Linked DNA regions of Mus musculus: regions 2 and 3 are each linked to region 1. Evidence: chromatin contacts called from public HiChIP or PLAC-seq data. All regions are on one chromosome and are shown on one strand. The core of a region is the stretch at or near the end of the contact, and the rest is flanking DNA. Distances in the headings are between cores, read along the strand shown.

Region 1 (2,735 bases), core at 161-2,660:
AGAAGGAAAAGGTAGAAAGGATAAGATTCTGATAAAATTCTCCTTTAGTGAGGAAGTATCTTTTTACAAGACCTAGAAGAGACTACAAGTATTATGGTCATATTGGCCAAATTTAGATTCTTTGTTTCCAACTCGTAAATCGAATGTCCTGGCTAAGATTCAGTGTAAGAGCATTTGGAACCAACATAATGTGATTTTTATTAGCTAAGTGCATATACCACCAGTCTCACTTATTTTTTACAGTGAGAGAAATGCCCTGGTCTGCCTGTGTGGCTCTTGTTAACCTATGATTTCAGGACTGACCTAAAAACATTCAACACAGGAACTGTCTTGAAAATGAATCTGGTTTAAGCAGATCTCCTTCGTTTAAAGCACTCATTCCCCATAATTAATTGTGATGACTAAAACACGGGCAGGATATCACAAAAAAATATGTAGAATGCAATATGCAGAATGTAAAAGTGCCACTGCACAACTGATACTTTTCAGAAATAATTTATTTCTCTTAGAATTCAGGTCAAGAGGAGAAACAAATTTATCATTTATGCATAACCTCAATTCCACACACACCCTGATTATATTGAAGAAAGAAATGCACTGTGGATTTCTTTGAAGTGGTTTGGCGTTATTATGCCTGTCTAACTTTTTGTTAAACGTAGTGGGTTTTGCTGGCCTTGAAAATGTAATTTAAAAATGTAACTGATTTTTTTTTCTGCTACCATTAAGAGAAATACACACAGCAAGATGAATGCATACTCATTTCAGCCTGTAAGATTTGTTTTTAAAATTATTCCATTTGCAGCCAGAGGAAACATGAGATCATTTCTTTCCTTCTGCCAACAAAGTGCTTTCCCCACCCCATGTAGACAGTCAAGTGAGCTTCAGGGTCCCAGCTTACTTTCTACCATTTTTGCACATAGCCTAGTGCCTCTAATGGGACAAGACTCAGTAGGCAGTCCTTGAGAGAATGTGAGAAGAACAAAGTGTTCATAAGCTGAACTCATTATGTAGGGTAAGAAATGAGCAGGGCTAAGCAGAGTGCACCCACGGTTGCTTTGCGGTTGTTGGTGTGCATATAAGCACTGTACTCTTGCTCCACGTGCATTCCAAGTGCTGGGACATACATGCACACACATGCGCAATGATCACCAAGCCTCAGGCCAGGACAAGTCCCTAGCCCTCCCAACCAGGCTCCTCCACCCCTCCGCACCCATCCAGGCTCCACGTGGGCGCACCCAGGCGCCAGGCGGCCGCGCGGCCCACGGAGCTCAGAGCCTGCCCAGAGCTGAGAGGGTAGGCGCGGCCCGGGGCGGGACGGACAAAGCTGGCGTCCAATGGAGCCCAGCATTAGCTCCCCGAAAGGAGGGAGCGGTGGCTTGCGCGGGCCCAATGAGCGGGGAGCCCGAGTGGGACTTCCTCCCGGAATCCCGTTGGCCATGATAGCGGGGCCGTGGGTGACACGTAAGTTGGGTGGGAGGTGGCGGGCGGCTGGAGCTTCCAGATCAGTGACACCAGCCCACCACCCCCCTTAACCTGACCAGACCAACCAGTCCCCATCTCTTCATCAATACCGAGGGACCGTTCAAGGGGACGCCGCCTGGAGCCAGGTCCCTTTGTTGGGCGCGCGTCCCCTACCAGTGGTAGCGACAAAGTCCAGCAGCGGGAGCCGGCGCGAGGGGCGGGGACTGACGGTGGGGACAGCGAGGCCAAAAAGTGGGGAGTAGGGAAAACCAAGCCGGCTGCGCGCGGGGACCAGTAGCAAGGGCAGCGGGCTCTGAAGTATGCAAAGAGACTCCACGCGGGCCCAGCCACTCGCGGAAATCCGACATCGCAGAAGTTTGGTGGCTGCTGGCCGGGTGGCGTCGATGACCTGGCGCCCAGCCGGCCGCGGGGGCTGAGCGGCCGCCTCTTCCTCTCTGGTCCGGCTTTTGTGTCTCGCGTCTTCTGCTCATGCCGTGTCCAGCTACTTCTCGCGGTGGCCGTTGCTGAGCTGTCCGACGCAGCCGAGGACCGAGGACACGACGGCTCCCGCCGCCGCAGCGCGGGGCACAGGAGGGACTATGGGAAACGGGATGTGCTCCCGAAAGCAGAAGCGGATCTTCCAGACGCTGCTGCTTCTCACGGTGGTCTTCGGCTTCCTCTATGGCGCGATGCTCTACTTGGAACTGCAGACGCAGCTGCGCAAAGCTGAGGCAGTGGCGCTCAAGTACCAGCAGCACCAGGACTCTCTCTCTGCCCAGTTGCAAGGTACAGTTAAGGGGAAGCGCACCGCCAACTTCTCTCTGAGCTGGTGCTGGTGCTGGAAAAGTAGCTTGGTGGATAGTTAGTTGGCTTTGCAGGTACCACTCATTGACCTTCTGGCGCATCTGAGGGAGCGGCCGCGGGGATGTTGGCTTCTGAGCGTATGTGTGGGAGATAATATCCTGATTTTCCAGCTTCCTCCCAGGAGTTATCTTTGAAATCCACAGCACCAGCGCACGGTCCTGCCTGGCGTTTGGTGGGTACATACAACACCAAGTCTTTTACCCGAAGCACTTGTCAAAGGCCCAGCTGCAATCTAGGCAAACAGCCCTTCTGCTACATCTGCCAATCCTTTCCCAAGAGGCAAGCCTTGGTTTGTAGACATAAAGAATTATGCAGACATTTTCTAACCCGTGTTCTTTTTCAAGGGGGGAAAAAAGAGACTATATACACTAGTGACTCATGAACGGAACCTGCAAGCTTGTGTTGTGATT
Region 2 (2,735 bases), core at 65-2,564, 460 kb after region 1:
AAAAACCTATGGAAGGGCAAAAAATTGCTGACTTGTGGCTTAACTGAAGTGCATGAAACAAATCTGTTAAAGTCTCTACGATGAGTAATGACAAGCTCAAGTGCTTGTTCTAACTATTCCAGGCCATATTCCTTTTTTGTAAATAAACAGAGGGGTTGGGTTCAGTTATTGGACTCTCCCATGCTGCTCTGGCTGTCTAGTCAATGGGTGGATGGGGAGCACCCTCATAGATGTAGGGGGCAGCAGAGGGTATAGGGAGTTTGTGGAGGGGAAACTGGGAAGGGGATAACATTTGCAATGTAAATAAATAAAATAACCAATAAATAAATTTTAAAAAAACAGTCAGTGGGAGGACCTTAATGTCAGCCTTGTCTGTCTGGAACACTCTAAGGAAGCTTTGAGACAACTAACCAATTATTGCAGCTGATTGTCCTAGCCCTAAAGGAGTGGAGTCATTCATTTCTATTTTAAGCACCTTGTAAAAGTTGTTTTTTTTTTTTTTTCTGCCATAAGTCTCAATGAACTCAAAGTGATTATTTATTTTCATCGATGTCAAATAGGGGACAGTTCCCCCTTGTGCCCAACTGGGGGACTGCTGTAATTGGTGCAAAAGACATACCTCCAACTACATGTATTACGCTATGCTATGATGGTCCGAATACCTTTCTCTGGCTAGAGAAGCAAGTTATACAGGCTCACATAGTGAGTCAGCTGAAAGACATTTGTGCATGTGTGTGTGTTAAGGAGTCACAAGCCAAGCTGATAAATAGCAAAGTGGTTAAGGTGTGGCTAATGAGTTGTGGTTTCATAGTTTGAGAAAGTTGCCAGAGCAGAAGGAAGGGTCATAAGAGTAGAGAGCTATTCAGAGAAGGCAGAGAACTGAGGCTCAAGAATAGAAGGCTTCTCAGAGTTAAATCATCAAATAAAATCTTAATCACTGCGCGAGTTCCAGGGGGATGTCCCAGCATTAAGGCTTGAGTCTCAGATCACTTAAGCTGGGAGATCTACCACTGTCTGAATTGTAACACTAGAAGGTGCTAATTTTTTCTGTTACACCCTCAGGTCTGCTACCAATATTCCTTGCTGCCAAGTGCCAGGGGATACAAAAAATGCCAGCACCAAGCCAAGAGTGTCATGTCTACCCACAGATTTTATCCAGGGAGAGAAAGGGTAACTTACTGGTGGCAGAATGACTTCAAATTCTTGCTGGAAATTCTACCTTGGGTAATTCTAAGGATTGGTCTGTAGTGGGAGAGGAGCTGAAGAAACAAAAGATTGAACGCAATGCACACACAGGAGCCAGCGTTAAGAGGAAGCTGTAAGAGGAAGCTGAAGCCACAAGTAGGGGTGAAATAAACACCATCAGTCAGAGGGCAAGGTATCATATGAAACTGGGAAAGAGAAACAGGCATATGAACATCTCTCTCTCTCTCTCTCCCTTTCTCTCTCTCTCTCTCTCTCTCTCTCTCTCTCTCTCTCACACACACACACACATACAATCCATCCCAAATGTTGCTCATTTAGAAAAAAAAGTCAGCTGACTTAAACTGCTCAGTTCCCAAGCCTCCCCAAGGGTTGAAGGATGTTGTTTAAACTCGAGGATGAGCCAGCTTCACTATGTGGTAAGCTTTCACTTTCCCTGGGTTTTTTTTTTTTTTTTTTTTTTTCCTTCCTTGTCCTTTCCTCTCCCAGGAATTTGCTCATAGTCTCTCTTTTTAATCACAAGCAGTGATAAGAAATCCTCATTAGTTGCTTATGTGAGTAATGTGTACTTTCTAAGCAAAGCAGCCTGATCAGCAAGGTGCAGTGTTTTGGAGGTCTCTAAGAGCATTGACCTTTAGGTGCTCAGATTATGTTTCCTGATGCTAAACCACTAGAATCTCCTTTCACTTGCTCCGAAGTATATCTTCTCATCTGCCTTGTCTTCTGCTGTGTAGTTTTACTTGTAGATTTGCCGCTGAGGTGCAGAAAGAAAAAGCCCATCAGCGTACTTGTGCACCTGGGTTTTCTCTGCTGCTATACACGTTTCTGAGCTGCAGAACTCCTCTCGCCAATCAGGATGCCCAGAAAAAACAGAGGGAGACTGCTTCCTTAGATTCAGAGAAGAATGGTCCCTAACAGCCTGCCGATAACTAAGGAAAATGCAGAGCTCATGATTTAGCTTTAACTTTTTCTTTTATACATAGGAGGAACACAGAGCACTCAAAAAAAAAAAAAGATGGTGCTCAGGTGACACATTAAAGAGGAAAGAAAGAAAGAAAGAAAGAAAGAAAGAAAGAAAGAAAGAAAGAAAGAAAGAGACAGAGAGAGAGAGACAGAGAGAGAGACAGAGAGAGAGAAAGAAAGAAGGAGGGAGAGAGAGAGCGAAAGAAAGAAAGAAGGAAGGAAGGAAGGAAGGAAGGAAGGAAGGAAGGAAGGAAAGAAGGAAGGAAGTTAGTTTCTTAAAAGCCTCAGAAATGCTTATACATAACACACTGAAATACAGGAAAATCATTATAGCTGTAACTTTACTATGAATGGTGATCTGTATGTAAATAATTGCTTGAATTAGTTACTGAAGTATTAGACTACAGGTAACAATACTTAGTAATATTTAAATAAACAGAATGATTTTTTGACTGAAAACATGATTCTCTTAGTATTACTACAGTTATTATTTTTATCTTATACATTTCTAATTAAAATATACTTTCCCTGCCTTCCCCTTCCCTTTCTTTCCTCTCACCACTTCCGAG
Region 3 (2,735 bases), core at 152-2,651, 440 kb after region 1:
TATAAAGTTTGCAAGAGCTAGAGAAAGTACCCAAGGAGCTGAAGGGTATTCATCCTATTGGAGAAACAACAATATGAACTAACCAGTACCCCCAGAGCTCGTGTCTCTAGCTGCATATGTAGCAGAAGATGGCCTAGTCAGCCATCATTGGGAACATTAGTTTTAAGTTTATACAAAACTTCCTATAGAGCCCTGTGTAGATCTAGGGATTGTGTTTTGTATATGTACTCAGTATTTAAACAGATAGTCTGGGTTATGACATCTGCAATGTGCTTTCATACAGGTTGTTGACTGGACTTTAGTTAAGATGCTAGAAATTATATTGAAAAAGACATATACTTATGTATATATATAAAGCTAGAAAATACTCCAAACAGGCACCGCAAACCTTGAAGTTTTAAGATCCCATATAAAACCACACATTTGTGATATTAGTATAAAATATTTTAAAAGTACATGGATATAAAACTTTTACAATCAGTTTTAATGTTCAGGCAAATATAAATATTTTCATTTATATTACAAATTAAAGATAGTTACATTAATAGTTTTATGTTCCATATGCAAATTCAAATTGTTTAGGGAAAATGTTTTGTGACATAGTTTAATAAACTAAGCCCAAATAGCCGAAGGTATGATTTAGATAAGGGTATAATAATTTCTAACTTTAATTAATCATGTACAATGAATGTTGAAAGGCAGGAGTTTATAGTTCACTAATCTAAAATTTGTATATATTGATATTAAGCTTGCTACTATTTTTCCAATCTCTACAGCTCTAAATTCATTTTTTTTTTTTTTTGTTTAAATGTTGTGAATTTTGTACTTGCTTACTCCAAATGGAAAATTGTTAGTGGAGCAAAATCTTTGAAGACATCTTGTACTAGGGAGACAAATTCTCATTGACTCAACTGGTGAAGATCCAACCTTCATCCCTGGTACAATGAGGGACTGATAAGGCTGTATAATGAGGGAACCATGAGCCTCTGAGAGAACATCCTGGCTCTTAAAGTAGCTTTGTCCCCTTCTCTCATACATTACATCTTCTCACAGTTTTCTCTCCTTCCACTCCTCCTGGTCCCTCCCCCAACCTCTCCCCTCCCCCAGATCAAGTACTCCTCTGCTTCCCTTCCAAAGGGGGAAGAGAGAGAGGCAGAGAAAGAACACAAGAGTGCAGGACTTATCTGGCCTCTCAAGGGATATCTACCAAACTAACAAGATAGAGAAGACTGGGATGGACCCTCATATCATATCTGGACATGACAACTCAGTAGGAGGAAAAGGATCCCATGTGCAGGCAAAAGAATCAGAGACAACCCCCTTCCATTGTTGGGAGCCCCACAAGAACAAGCTATACCACCATAAAGTATATGCACATGACCTAGCTCAAACCCTTACAGGCTCCATGTTTGTAATTAAAGCATCGGTTAAAACCATACTTTTGTATTTGTTGGACCCCAGGTACTAAATCACATGTTTTTAGGCAAGGATTAGATTAGGGTAGGTTAGAAGTCGTTAACATTTCTTTATCATGCTCATTGATGCCAGATGTTACTGTGCCATTAGATCTCGAGGCTTAGTGCCTTGCATGCTTCCGCAGATCAGGCTAACCGGGAACCTCAACTCTAATCATCACTTAAGCACATCAGGTTTTATTTTGTTAACAAAATTCTTTTTAAATTGTATTTATTTTGTACAGCTGAAAACAATCTGAATCCTCCTGTTTGACCAGTGATCTGTTTAGCCTGTAAATGGTTAAGGGGTAGCAACCCTACAACCCCTTACTGCCAGTCAGAACCACCAGGGGGCAGTGGTTCCTAGACGCTATAGTTTATAACCCACATTAAATTCTCAACTGGAATGAAAGTTTACAGTACTCAGAACTTACTTGCCTCCCCCTTTCATTTTATTGCTACCGTTAATATAACATTAACTATAAATATTTTAGTTTAAATAGTGAATTTGAAAAATGAAATTAATGATTGTTCTTTTTCTTTTTAAACAGGGCAATAAATGTGTTCATAAGTGCCAACCGGCTAATTCATCAAACCAACTTGATACTTCAGACCTTCAAAACTGTGGCCTGAAAGTTGTATATGTTAAGAGATGTACTTCTCAGTGGCAGTATTAAACTGCATTTATCTGTAAATTTTAAAGTTTGACTGTATAAATTATCAGTCCCTCCGGAGGGACCTAATCCAGGATGTTGAATGGGATTATTGCCATCTTACACCATATTTTTGTAAAATGTAGCTTAATCATAATCTCACAATGAAGATTTTGCATCACTTTTGCTATTATCATTCTTTTAAGAATTATAAGCCAAAAGAATTTACGCCTTAATGTGTCATTATATAACATTCCTTACAAGAACTGTAAATATTGGTGTTTGTTTCTGACATTTTAACTTGAAAGCGATATGCTGCAAGATAATGTATTTAACAATATTTGGTGGCAAATATTCAATAAATAGTTTACATCTGTTAAACATTTCTTTACTTGAAAAAAGATGCATATATATATGTGTGTGTGTATATATGATCAGAAGACCAAGACAACTTGGTATAATGTTAAAGATCTTCTAATGGGAGCTTACTAGCAGTTTATCAAATAATAAAGGAACAAGAATTCCTATTTTTTGTCCTTAATCACTTTGAGCAAAATGTAGTCAGTTAAAATACTTTTGTTAGTTGTTACATATCAAGAACTGGATATTTTTTCACTATTTCCAATCT

Evidence for each region. HiChIP or PLAC-seq counts read pairs in DNA pulled down with a chosen protein or histone mark.
Region 2: a contact with region 1 is called in a FOXA1 HiChIP or PLAC-seq map of pancreatic cancer cells. The contact joins the enhancer-like site here to the promoter of Golim4 in region 1. A contact is called at or near these places in 3 of 39 promoter capture datasets (embryonic stem cells, pre-B cells and stem cell-derived epiblast-like cells), 4 of 115 datasets of contacts at active chromatin or transcription factors (effector CD8 T cells, large pre-B cells, memory CD8 T cells and 1 more) and 1 of 9 other capture datasets (adipose tissue).
Region 3: an H3K27ac HiChIP or PLAC-seq map of embryonic stem cells shows a contact between it and region 1, with 5 times the contacts expected there. The contact joins the enhancer-like site here to the promoter of Golim4 in region 1. A contact is called at or near these places in 7 of 39 promoter capture datasets (the C10 cell line, embryonic stem cells, hematopoietic stem and progenitor cells and 4 more), 1 of 115 datasets of contacts at active chromatin or transcription factors (embryonic stem cells) and 1 of 9 other capture datasets (adipose tissue).

Annotation. Positions count from the first base shown.
Region 1 is chr3:75,955,624-75,958,358 of GRCm38.p6, reverse strand. It overlaps Golim4 (golgi integral membrane protein 4), which reads left to right and starts at 1,410. Exons shown (of 16, transcript NM_001291069.1): 1 at 1,410-2,247. The coding sequence starts at 2,061.
Region 2 is chr3:75,497,735-75,500,469 of GRCm38.p6, reverse strand. No RefSeq gene overlaps it. Among named protein-coding and RNA genes, the nearest start is that of Pdcd10, 58 kb to the left of the region's middle. Within about 2 kb of position 1,314, at least 117 of the 459 cell types and tissues checked have an H3K27ac peak or open chromatin away from gene starts, as enhancers often do. A contact at or near this core is called in adipose tissue, effector CD8 T cells, memory CD8 T cells and 1 more, where this site is marked.
Region 3 is chr3:75,516,872-75,519,606 of GRCm38.p6, reverse strand. It overlaps Pdcd10 (programmed cell death 10), which reads left to right. Exons shown (of 8, transcript NM_019745.4): 8 at 2,006-2,735. The coding sequence ends at 2,087. Among named protein-coding and RNA genes, the nearest start is that of Pdcd10, 39 kb to the left of the region's middle. Within about 2 kb of position 1,401, at least 3 of the 459 cell types and tissues checked have an H3K27ac peak or open chromatin away from gene starts, as enhancers often do. A contact at or near this core is called in embryonic stem cells, where this site is marked.